Linked DNA regions of Mus musculus: all the other regions are linked to region 1. A link is a contact called in public promoter capture Hi-C data. All regions are on one chromosome and are shown on one strand. The core of a region is the stretch at or near the end of the contact, and the rest is flanking DNA. Distances in the headings are between cores, read along the strand shown. Region 1 holds the start of Manea (mannosidase, endo-alpha). Region 2 holds the start of Fbxl4 (F-box and leucine-rich repeat protein 4). Region 3 holds the start of Usp45 (ubiquitin specific petidase 45).

What was found. Promoter capture Hi-C pulls out the DNA fragments that hold promoters and counts their contacts.
Region 2: a contact with region 1 is called in a promoter capture Hi-C map of pre-B cells. The contact joins the promoter of Fbxl4 here to the promoter of Manea in region 1. A contact is called at or near these places in 1 of 39 promoter capture datasets (pre-B cells) and 1 of 484 Hi-C or Micro-C datasets (CD4 T cells).
Region 3: a contact with region 1 is called in a promoter capture Hi-C map of pre-B cells. The contact joins the promoter of Usp45 here to the promoter of Manea in region 1. A contact is called at or near these places in 1 of 39 promoter capture datasets (pre-B cells) and 1 of 484 Hi-C or Micro-C datasets (B cells).

Annotation. Positions count from the first base shown.
Region 1 is chr4:26,344,673-26,348,457 of GRCm38.p6, forward strand. It overlaps Manea (mannosidase, endo-alpha), which reads right to left and starts at 1,980. Exons shown (of 5, transcript NM_172865.2): 1 at 1,925-1,980.
Region 2 is chr4:22,355,653-22,359,377 of GRCm38.p6, forward strand. It overlaps Fbxl4 (F-box and leucine-rich repeat protein 4), which reads left to right and starts at 1,891. Exons shown (of 9, transcript NM_172988.4): 1 at 1,891-2,029.
Region 3 is chr4:21,774,463-21,778,324 of GRCm38.p6, forward strand. Usp45 (ubiquitin specific petidase 45) reads left to right here and starts at 1,808. Exons shown (of 18, transcript NM_152825.2): 1 at 1,808-1,855.

The sequences.
Region 1 (3,785 bases), core at 730-3,229:
TACTACAGCATATATATATATATATATATATATATATATATATATATATGTGTGTGTGATTGTGTGTGTGTGTGTGATTGTGTGTGTATAGGGTATATATATATATATATATATACACCCTAGTGTATTTATACTCTACTAGATCCCAAAAAATATTATATACCTCTGATTATTATTCAGCTTACTTAAGTTTTGGCCCTCCTTTTTCTTACAATGGTAGGTATTCAGCAAATATATCTGTAACATATTCTATTATACATATGCAGACCATATTTGTGTGAGGTGTATAAACAACACTGTAAAAGAAAATTTATGATTTGTGTGAGGTGTATAAACAACACTGTAAAAGAAAATTCATGAAGATTCAATAATTTTGAAGACCATCTAAACAATAGAGCATCTTAAATTTTGTGACAACACATTGCCCCTGAAGCATAAAACAAGCAGTGCTCTTGCAGGAGACAGACAAAGAAACTACTTTACTTAGCTCTAACTAAAGAAAGAGGTTTCATAAGTCCCTTGTGAGAAAAACAACTACCAAACTTCCAGTCAACTGCAGGTGTGTAGCTTCTTAAAGCAAGAAGCTCAGGCTACTGACTACTAACAATGTGTCCTCACTCAAAGGGAAGTTTGCACTACCCCGAGTTAGAAAACTAGTTCTTCTGAAACCATGCTAATTTTATGTTGTGAAAGTCAAGTGATTTCGAATGAATAGTACTACATACTCCTCAAGCAGCTAAGAGATCTAAATAACCCTGAAGCCGAATGTTGTGGATTGTTTTAAATGCATTTGCTCATATTATATAGCTCAGGAAAATGCAGATTCCATTTTAAAGTTATAATTAAATTATAAAGATTCTTCCTGTTTTATTTCATTCTGTTGATGCTATTTTCTTCTAATTTTATGCTAGAGGAAGTACCTACAGTTAGATACAGCTAACGCTCAGAACACACATCTAAAACTTTCAGAATCTTGCTCAGGTCAAAGTGTGGGTAATCTTTTGTACACAAGTTCTGTCCGGCATAATCTCATTTTCCATTTTTATCTTCACAACCGTCTATGAAACAGAACTTCATGTTACAGGTGATGAAACTGAGCAGAGAACTTTTTCCAAGATTTTGGGCTAGTAAACAGCTGAGCACCCTACAAAGGCAAAACACTGTACTGGACCTTAGGTTCCTGGCTCCAGCCTGCCCTGAGCGGCCTCAAGTAGAGAAGTCATACTACAATGACATTTTTTCACTGTGGAAGGTGACTTAACAATGGTTCCCTCGCCTTCCGCTGTAGCTCACACTTAAGGAGAAGGCAGCTAGCTCATTGTGTTTATTTTCTGACCACATACTCAACTCATTGCTTATTATAGGAATAAGAGCAGCAGCTTTGTAAGTGTAACTAACCTGAAATAGTTTCACCAAAACCTACAGTAGTTCTGCATTTTTTTTTTCTTCCAAGCTGCAGCCCACACATTGCAATGCGATCAGACCAACCACTCTCATTTGTCTTTCTAAGCTCATTCCAGACCCACAACAACGCTCACGAAAGCCTCCTTGTAAGCCATTTTCAGTACTTCTCCCACTATATTATCCGTTTATGTCTTTGACAACAACAAAACAAAAGTTTTAAGCTCCGGTCCTCGCCAACTTGTTCCTCCGCAGACAGAAAAGGAGACGGCCACCCTGAAGGGACAGTGGAAAAGGCAGAGCCCGGCCAGTTAAAGGAGAACAGAACAAAGACCCCGGAGGAGGACGCACTTGTCCTGGCGGCCTTCGGGGTCGTAAGCTGGGCTAGGAGACGGCCGGGCGACCGCCAGGGGCCTCCGCTCGCAGGTTCGGGGCTCAGGACCGAGTGGTGATGAACCACCTCAGGGCCAACTCGGGCATCCAGGCAGACAAGGACGGGCTCAGGCGCGGTGCGGACACTAACCTAGCGGCGGGGACCGGCGCGGAACCGGGCTGCTGGGCTGAGCGCGACTGGATTCCTAGAGGCCCGGGGTCAAAGGGCGTCGCAGGCAGGCGGCCCACGATTGGCTGGCGGGCGAGCGCGCAGGGGTTAGCTGCGGAGTCCCTGTGGGTCTCAGTTCCGGGGCCTCACAATTGCTCACCGGGGTCTGGGACCCTGCCTCCGCGTGGACCCACCGGATAAGAGAAAGAACCGTGAATCCTACCAGGGCTGACAGCTCTTGCGGCCGCACCGCTACCCCTCCCAGGTCCCGCCTCCTAAAGGACAGCGCGGGGCGTGGCTCCAGGGGTTGAATCTCCGAGAAGGCGGGGCTTCTGGGCGGACCTAAGCGGGCGGGGCTTTCGGGGAGAGGCTCCGAGTCCCCTAGCTTGTCCTGGAGTCTACTGCAGGGTCATGGTGGAGGAAACTACATTAAGTCAGACAGTATCCCTTAATTGCTCCAAGGAGAAATGAAAGTTCTTTTACACTTTTGCCTCTCAAGATAAGCCAAGACTCTCTGATAGAGACCAGATGTGTTTTGTTTTTCACTTTTAAAAAATCCTTTTAAATGTTACTCAGATTTATAATACATTGGGTATTTCCAAAGTTTTAAAGTTGAAAACGTGTTTTAGTTTATCAAACAGTTATTGGCAAGTCAGAAGTAGACAGACAGATATATTAAACTTCCACAAGTATACTAGGAATCAATACAATTGTACAATACAATTGTGTAATTGTACAATTACAGTAGAAAGAGAATAAGTCAGAAGCAAAAAAAAAAAAAAAAAAAAAATTGCAGCAGAGGCGAGGCTGCATCTGGGGTTTCCATCTTACATCAGCCTCACATACCAAGAGGATTCTATGTTTTGTTTTTGTTGCATGGTAACAAGGCAATCTTGACTCAAGGGGTAGAACTTTCAGATGTGATGTTGTGAAAAGTATTGTAAAGGCTTCCCTTTAAAAAACTACCGGATTATAAAAGAGATTTGAAATATACATGTAAATAATGAAAGAAAATACCCTAGTGATGGCTGCAAAAGCTTAAGGCAAAGAGTCTTGTTTCACTATCACCATTAAGCAGTATATTGTGTTCTTAAATATCTTGCTCTTTTAAAAGTAGGATTTTGAAAATATGTAGTTTCCTAAAAATCCTATCTTCCTGGCTTTGCATATTAAATAAGTGAAATATTTTCTGATTTTCCATGCAAACATGTTTGCTACACATTTATGATTTGAAATTCCTAAACATACAATCTATTTTGCATCAACTAGTTTGCTTCATCATTATAAAAACTGTCTTTTAATGTTTTCCCCAAAATGTCATCAAATTGAATTTCCTTTAAGTTATGTGTTCCCCTCCATCCTGAAGATATCCGCCTGTTCACATCCCTCTGGCTATTAGGCTTACTGGAAAAATGACTGCTTTCAATCTAAGTTCATTTTATTTTGGATATTTTAATTAATTTCTATGTGAAGAAATAAATGTACCTTATGTACAAATACCTTCACTTTGTGCATTGTCTTCACTTCTGTGGTATCTTGATAATCAAAATCCTTAAAGTTTAGGATATTTCTTGTTGCATTTAAGAATATTACAATTGTGTAACCTTGCATCAGACATTAAATTTTTACAATTGACACAAAAATTTGTGGTACAACTTTAATAGTGTTGTGGTAACATCAAGAACAAAATGTTGTTAGTAGCTCTATTCAACATAATACTGAAGTCCACCTTACTGTATCATTTTTAAAATGGTCATGAACTATTCTCTTTTGCTTCTAAAAATCTTAGCTTTAGTTATATGAAACATTATACATAGAAATGAATGAACAATATTGACAATCA
Region 2 (3,725 bases), core at 641-3,140, 4.0 Mb before region 1:
CTTCAATTGGAGAGGGAGTGATTAGCCTCGCAGAAGTGCCAGGGTTGGGAAATACCTAGAGGGCCTCTACCCTCTCAGAGGAGAAGGGGAGGAAGGGATGGGAGAAGGATTGTGGGAGGGGATAACCAAGAGTGGGGCAATCAGCAGGATGTAAAGTGAATAAGTAAAAAAAAAAAAATTAAATTAAAAAAAATAAATATAGTGAAGAAAGAAGTGTGGAGAGTGAATAAAAGACTAAATGAAGGTCTTTGCTTAAAAACACACACTTCATTTTAGAATGAGTAACTTCTGTAGTTTAAATGGAGTTTGAGTTCTTTATACGCATTAACTGAAGTCTTATCAGAAAATATAAAAGGGTCAGGTTTTTTATTTTTAATAAATTAGCATGATTTAAACACAGATTTTATTTTAGAATAAATATTCAGATTTACAAAAACTCTGTGATGAACAGATTGAGATGACAGACAAGCTGACCTCACAGCTGCCCTTGGTGTTAAAGAGATGGAATGCTCTTCCTGCTGGCCTTGAACTCACTGACATCTGCCTGCCTCTGCCCCCCAATGGCTGGGATTAAAGACATGCTCCACCACACCCAGTTCTAACCCTCTCCTTTTAGAACCTAGCTCACCAGATAGTGTCACAGTTAAGAATGGAAGATGGAAATTGAGTTTGAAGTTTTTGATTAAAATTTCACTTTTGTGTAGATTACACAGCATAGCATAATTGTTTCACTTCATGTGGTGGTCTGGATGAGATACTTTTATATGCTGGGGCCTTTCAATATGTGGTTCCTAGTTGGTCTGTTTGGGGAGGTGGAGGAGGTATGGCTTTGCTGATGGAAGTCAGTCATTGGGCCTGGCTTTGACAGATCAAAGACTTACCTGTTTCGAGTTGGTTCTTTGTACTTCGTTGTTTGCAGTTGGAGATGTGAGCTCTTAGTTGTTTGTGCCACCATACCTGGTGCTTGCTGCAGTGCTCCGGGTATGTAAGTGATTCTTAACCATCTGGAATCCCAAGTCTCATTGTTTTGGCTGTGATGTTTTGTTACAGCGATGGAAAAGAAAGTAACATAAAATTAACAAGTATTCTTTCTATTTTGCTTCTTCAAGAGAAAATTGGAAATCATGAGTGGTTCAGCATATTATTGAGTTTCCCATAAATAGGGCTGGAGAGACAGCTCTTTCAGAGACCCTGTTTGGTTCCCAGAATCCACTTCTGACAGCTCACAAATGCCTGTAATTTCAGCTCCAGGATATCTGATCTCTTCTGCCTTCAATGGCACCTGAACACATGTGTGCGCATGAACAGCACACACACACACACACACACACACACACAGATTAATAAAAAATTAAAATAAATCTTAAAGTTTTTTTTTATTAATGGAAACCTTGTGGAAAGACAGATGTAACGACAACTGAAGAAAGGTTCATTTGAAAAGAAATGGAGACTTAAGGGAGACCCGTGACAGCATCTTCATCACAGGTGGTCAGGTGAATATGCGCCTGCAGGGAAGGTTTGTTTCTGAGGGCTGAAGAATTTGTATATTAATTGGTGGATTGTGCCTGCTGAGAACTTTTACTGCTCTAGAAGTTCTCTTTCTAGTGCTCCTGTGCTGAAGTGCTTTTTTGCATAATACTTGGGTTGAGTCACCAAGTCCGAAGAAGCTCCAGCAGAACTACATTACTTCTGGAGGGCTATCTTTGGCAGGATGAGTAGCGTAAAGGTTCTGCAACCCGCTGCCAGTCCCCGAGCAAACAGGCCATTTCTAAAGCACCACTGGCCTGGCTAATCAGCTCAAACAACCAGGGCAATCCGGCAGCAGCCAGCCCGACCCTGGCCCCGCCCTTCGCCAGGCCCCGCCCCGCCTCCGGCCCCGCCCCGCCTCCCGGCCTCGGTCTTCCTTCCGGGTCGCGCTGGGCCGGGCCCGCCGCCGCGGCAGCAGCACGGGATACTGGGAGCCGTCTCCTGCTGCCCACGCTGCGGGCTTGCGGCGAAGCTCTGTTCGCCCAGTTCCGGACCCTGCAGGGTACGGCGCTTTCTTCCTTCCTCCCTCTTCAAGGTCTCGACGTTCCCCCCTCGGCGTGGGCGGGGCCGGGCGCGCGCCACTCTGGGGAGCGCGGGGCGGAGGCTCTGGGCCCACGCGTGCCTATGGTGCTGCGCCGCTGTGCTGGCGGAGACCGGACGTGGGTGCCGCCGCCTCCTGTCGCGGCTCTCTTGGGCCTGGCACGCTCACGGCGAGCTGCGGACGCTGGGCCTGCAGGCTGCGCAGCCCTGACTTCCCTCTCACGCGGGAAGGTTTCTGTCCAGGCAGGCTCGAGCCAGGAGATGCCAGGCTGCAGCCTTCTTTCCATCGTCTGGGGTGGGCCCAGCCACTTGTCAACTATGTTTGGCGATGGGGTTGGTTCTGCATTTCATCGGCTTCCCAAGTGCTCTTAGTCCCAGAGCTGTCAGCAGTCAGTTCTACTTGTAATCCACAAAGGGTCAGGAAGTTAGCTGGCTGTGGCCCACTGGTCTGCTCTGTTGGGAGCCACCTGCTCCCTCTGCTTCCTGCGCACACTCTGAGGAGATCCTAAGGCAGGCACACTGCTTATCTTGCCCACTCTCTCGTCCTACACGATTAATGAGTACAGGGTCCCTCGCACTCCTCTGTCTTGGAGTAAGTCTTGGGTGGAAGTGAAGTCTCATCTAGTGGCGCTAAGAATTAGACAGTCTTGAGTAGTCATTGAATTCCATTATTTCCAGACTTGCGTACCAATTTGAAAAATTCCTGTCCCACGTTTTGGCTCTTTTGAACCCTATTCCGTCTTTGTTTTCAAAGTCAGAGAGGTCAGGGCCTAAGACCTGGTTGTTTGTGGTCCTGTTGCTGCTGTCTTACAGTGTTGTTTACAGCTGATGTTTTGCTTTCAAATATGGTCGTCGAATCTTTACCAAGCCACTGCCCAGTCTTCTCAGCTTGGAAGCGTTACTATTTGCCGTCTTCGCTGTTCTAAGTTTGGAGTCCTCTTGGGTCTTTCATAATATGGATTGTGACTAACCCCCACCCCCCTCCGTGCACGTGCCCCATGGTTTGTTGTCTTACTCAACTTTGGTGTGAGATAAATAATGCTGTGCCTTCTTGGTTATTACTGGCCAATGACTTCATCCCAATTTGTCGAGTTCTGTTCTTTTTCTTCCTGTCAAGTGCTGGTATATGGTGAACACTTGGCGCCCGTGTATTCTTGAGACCTTCTGAACTGCTAGCAGTGACCTACTTCCTGTGGTAATGCCATGCTGCTCTTGTTTCTCCAGCTTTACAGTGTGTGGCGATTCAAACCTTGTCTGACATATCATGAACATCAGTGGATATTTTTGTAATGAACATTTAGTTGAGGGCAGGTTGGATTCCTTTTGTGTTTGAGTGTTGAGGTAGAGCTCTCAATGTAGCCTTGGCTGGGCTCTCTTAGAGGTCTTGTTGGCCCTGGCCCCTGAGAGATGGGGCTAAAGGTATGAAGAACTGCACTGAGTTGAATTCCCTTGTGTCTCGCCCCTCCCTCTAAAATGCCTTGCCAGTTTTTGAAATTTGTAAATTTGCCTTTCCTTTGGTCAGGTGAATTAATGGCCAAATTCTTAAATAAGCTGTCTTTTTGCTCACCCCGTTTACCCTGTCGAGTTGTTCCACATAGAAACTGATTCCCAGTCGCACGTCTGTTGACTTGGGATCTTCTCTTCGTGTGTGCAGTGTC
Region 3 (3,862 bases), core at 558-3,057, 4.6 Mb before region 1:
TGCCCTTTTTCCTTTAACTGTAAGTTGAGTCTTTTGTTTTCTATTTTTAAAAATTAAAAAAAAATTTCTTTTCTTCTGTTATTTTTTCCATGAGTTTTAATATATACTTTTTAAAAAGACCTATTTCTGACACAATTTAGGCTGGGCAATGGTGGTGCATGCCTTTAATCCCTGCACTTAGGAGGCAGAGGCAGGTGGATTTCTGCGTTTGAGGCCAGCCTGGTCTACAGAGTGAGTTCCAAGACAGCCAGGGCTATACAGAGAAACCCACAGTCATCTATAAGAAGGAACACAGGGGCCCCAGTGGAGAAGCTAGAGAAAGCACCAAAGGAGCTGAAGGGGTCTGCAACCCTATAGGTGGAACAACAATATCAACTAAACAGTACCCCCAGAGCTCATGTCTCTAGCTGCATATGTAGCAGAAGATGACCTAGTCGGCCATCACTGGGAATAGAGGCCCCTTGGTATTGCAAACTTTATATGCCCCAGTACAATGGTATGCCAGGGCCAAGAAGTGGGAGTGGGTGGGTAGAGGAGCAGGGCGGGGTGGGGGGTATAGGGAACTTTCCGGATAGCATTTGAAATTTGAAATATATATAAAGAAAAGATCTAATAAAAAAAAAAAGAAAGAAAAACCAGAAAAAAACAAAAAACAAAAACCTGACACAATTTAGGATGCAAATTTTTGCATCTTTTACATAGTCTATTTCAAATTCAATACTAACATATGAAACTTGATATTTATACAGACAAATTTGAAATTTGTATATAGACTTTGGAATTATATCATAACCCAAACTGTTCTTACAGATGCAGCATTTCTTTTTTTCCCTGGAAGAAAATGACCTTCTAAAAGACAATTATGTACCCCATACCTAGTATCTTGACCAGCATGCTTGTATTCCACTGCATTTGTCTAATGAATGGTTCCTATAAACAACATAAAGGAAGAGTTCTCTCCTTTGCCAAGTTTCCCCATGGAAATGAATTAGATTTTTAAGTTAAAAAAAAAAAAAAAAGTGGAAACAACAAACCACAACAACAAACCCAGTCAGCTTTTGGTTCTTAACTGAACTCTTTTAAACTCCAACCCCAGCACACGATCCATTAGGTCACAACTTGTCCCTTGTGAAAGACTGTGGCTCATCAACTAGTGCTTGCAAGAAATTATTTTTTGTTTTTTAAATTTTTTTATTTTTTGTAACAGGAAGAGGGTATCGGATCCCATTACAGATGGTTCTGAGACACCATGTGGTTGCTGGGAATTGAACTGAGGATCTCAGGATGAGTAGTCAGTGTTCTTAACCACTGAGTCATCTCTCCAGCCCCACAACAAAATTTCAAACCAACTGTTTTTACTCAAAAGCAAGGTGTACATTGTTGTAACAGATGATCGGATTGAGCAGAATTACAGGTGTGATGTACAATCTAGTTCAGAAGTGAGAACCACGTGAAATAAAACGTTAAAATCATATAGAGTGAATCTCAGATGCGACTTTAGGTTCCGAGTTGGGTGATGGAACAAGGGAAGCTGTCTTAAAAGGCACCCAGCAAGTGGGACGCAGCTCACTAAAGCCAGCGCCTGCATCCAGGCCCCGTGGCTGGCACTGTAATCAGTTGGCTGCAGGGCGCCATCCCCTCATCCCATCTACACTCCTCCACCATGCTCCAACCTCCAAGCCGCCAAAGGAAAACCCAGATCTGGGTCTGGACTCAAAGTCCCGCCTTCGGCCCACCCAGAACACCAGACCCCGCCCTCGCCCCCGCCCAGGACGCCAAGCCCCGCCTTCTCCGGGTTCCCCTCTGCACAGGCGCAGAAGCTCCTGCGTGTGGAAGCTGCGGCCCGGCGGGCGGGGTGAGTTGGGGCCCAGGCTTTGGGGTCACTGTAACCACTGTGTCTTCGCTTGGGCGACGAGACCTTCCTGTACGTCAACCAGCCTAGAAAGAGAGGTTTCCTAGCCTACCCTCGCGTCCAGATTCACAAAGGCACCAGGCGGCCTCCCGGGCCGAGTGCTGGCGGCAGGGGGGAAGAGCCGGGGTCGGGGAGGGAGCCAGGCCGAGTCTCGTCTTTTTGGTGACCCGGGCATGCAGCGTCCGCTTGTCCCCTCGGGGTCTCCCCTCGCAGCACATCCCGCTCTGCTAACTTGGGGTGCATTCATGGCCTGACGAAGAGCCTAGACACAGCTTTTTGGCGACGCCAAATATTAGGTTAGGGGTCGATCCTATACCTGAGCCCACGTCCGGCTCCCGGACTTCTGCAAGTCACTTTACCTCTATCCAGTTCCAAGTGTAAATTAAGGATGATGATAGTGACGTATCTCAAAGTGCTTGTAAGAGGTTCATAGAATTGAGTGTTTTGAGCCCGGGTATCTAAAAGGAAGATGTTTGCATTTCCTCTTCTCACGCTGGAGAATAGCAGCCCAAAACTTAAAAAAAAATCAAAACAAAAACCAATTTGACAAGGGAAGCTTGTAGCCAGTTGAAAAGTGTGATATTAATTGCGTTAGCCGTACATCCTTTGTTAGAGGTAACGCAAGTGCTAGATAATATTTAAATTAAAAGCTGAAGTTGACGTCTCAGCAGGTCGCCAAACCTGATGGTTCAATCTCCTGGACCCACGAGGTGAAAGAGAGAAGCTACTCTGACCTCACTAATGCAAATCGAAACACTAAACACGTGCACAGCCATACATATAAAATACATCAATAGATTTATGTTTTAAAAGAAAGCTGTAACGTTTGATGTTTGCAAAACCTCAAAAAAAAAAAAAAAAAAGAAAGAAAGAAAAAGCCAGAACATGTTTGTGGTGAAGTCAGGCCTGAAACTTCTGTCCTTTGATGGCTCTGCCTGCAACATTGGCCCTTGTTTGGCATCTTAAAACTTGGAGTTTGGGCATGTTCTGATGTAGTAGTAATTGTTCTATACTCAGCATTATGTTTCATGCCAAAATGACCAGTTACCATACAGTTTCTGTGCTCCAAGTCTCTAATGGGTTCCCCTGAACCCAGATTCATGTTGCTGCTTAGTCCTTGTCTTACCCACCTGAAGAGAGAGACTTTATGGAAGTTATGGGCAAAGTACCCTTTTCCAGTCTAGTCGGGTTGAGTGTTCATAGAATGTACCATGAAATATACAACCATGTGCTGAATCCTGTGAGTCAGTCCTCTTGACTCCTCAGTGCCAGGAGAGACTTGGAGGTTTCCAGACACAATTTTGATAATGGAAAGCCTTTGAAAGTCCAGTAGTTGGATTTTAATGTTGTTTGCTTGCTTGTTCTGCCTTAAGTGGCATTTGTAGGAGAAGGTTACATGGTATTGCCACATTATGGCTTGTGGATGTTCAGATAACGTTACATCTGCTAGAAAAATGATTGGAAATTGCCCCTCCATTACCGGGAGACGTTTGAGACAACGGTTTCGAAAAAGGTAGCAGGTTGTTTACAAAGTCAAAATCAAAAATCTGCCTCTGAGTATTCTTCCAGAGGTCATCATTATCTGTACATAAATCTTCATCAAGGGTTTATCTGTTATAGGGGAAAATATATCATTTCTCGTGAGCTGTTTCTGTCTGAGAATGCCTTACTCTGGCCAGGGCTCAAATTAAAGTTAGTGGATGCAGGTTTGTAAATTTAGAGGTGGAAAGCCGGGATTGGTGGGGCGGTAGGGGAGGTGCAGGTGAGACTGAAAAGGGTTTGGAGTGTCTGAGTATTGTGCACAGAAGTTGTCCAGGGAGAGGTGTGGGGGATGAGGGTAAGCCCGGTCTTACAAGACTTTCTGAATACATGAGAAAATGGTGACTTGGGTTCATCTAGAATTGGCTTCTGCTAAATGGCTGATAGAGTGTTTACTTACTAAAGCTAAAT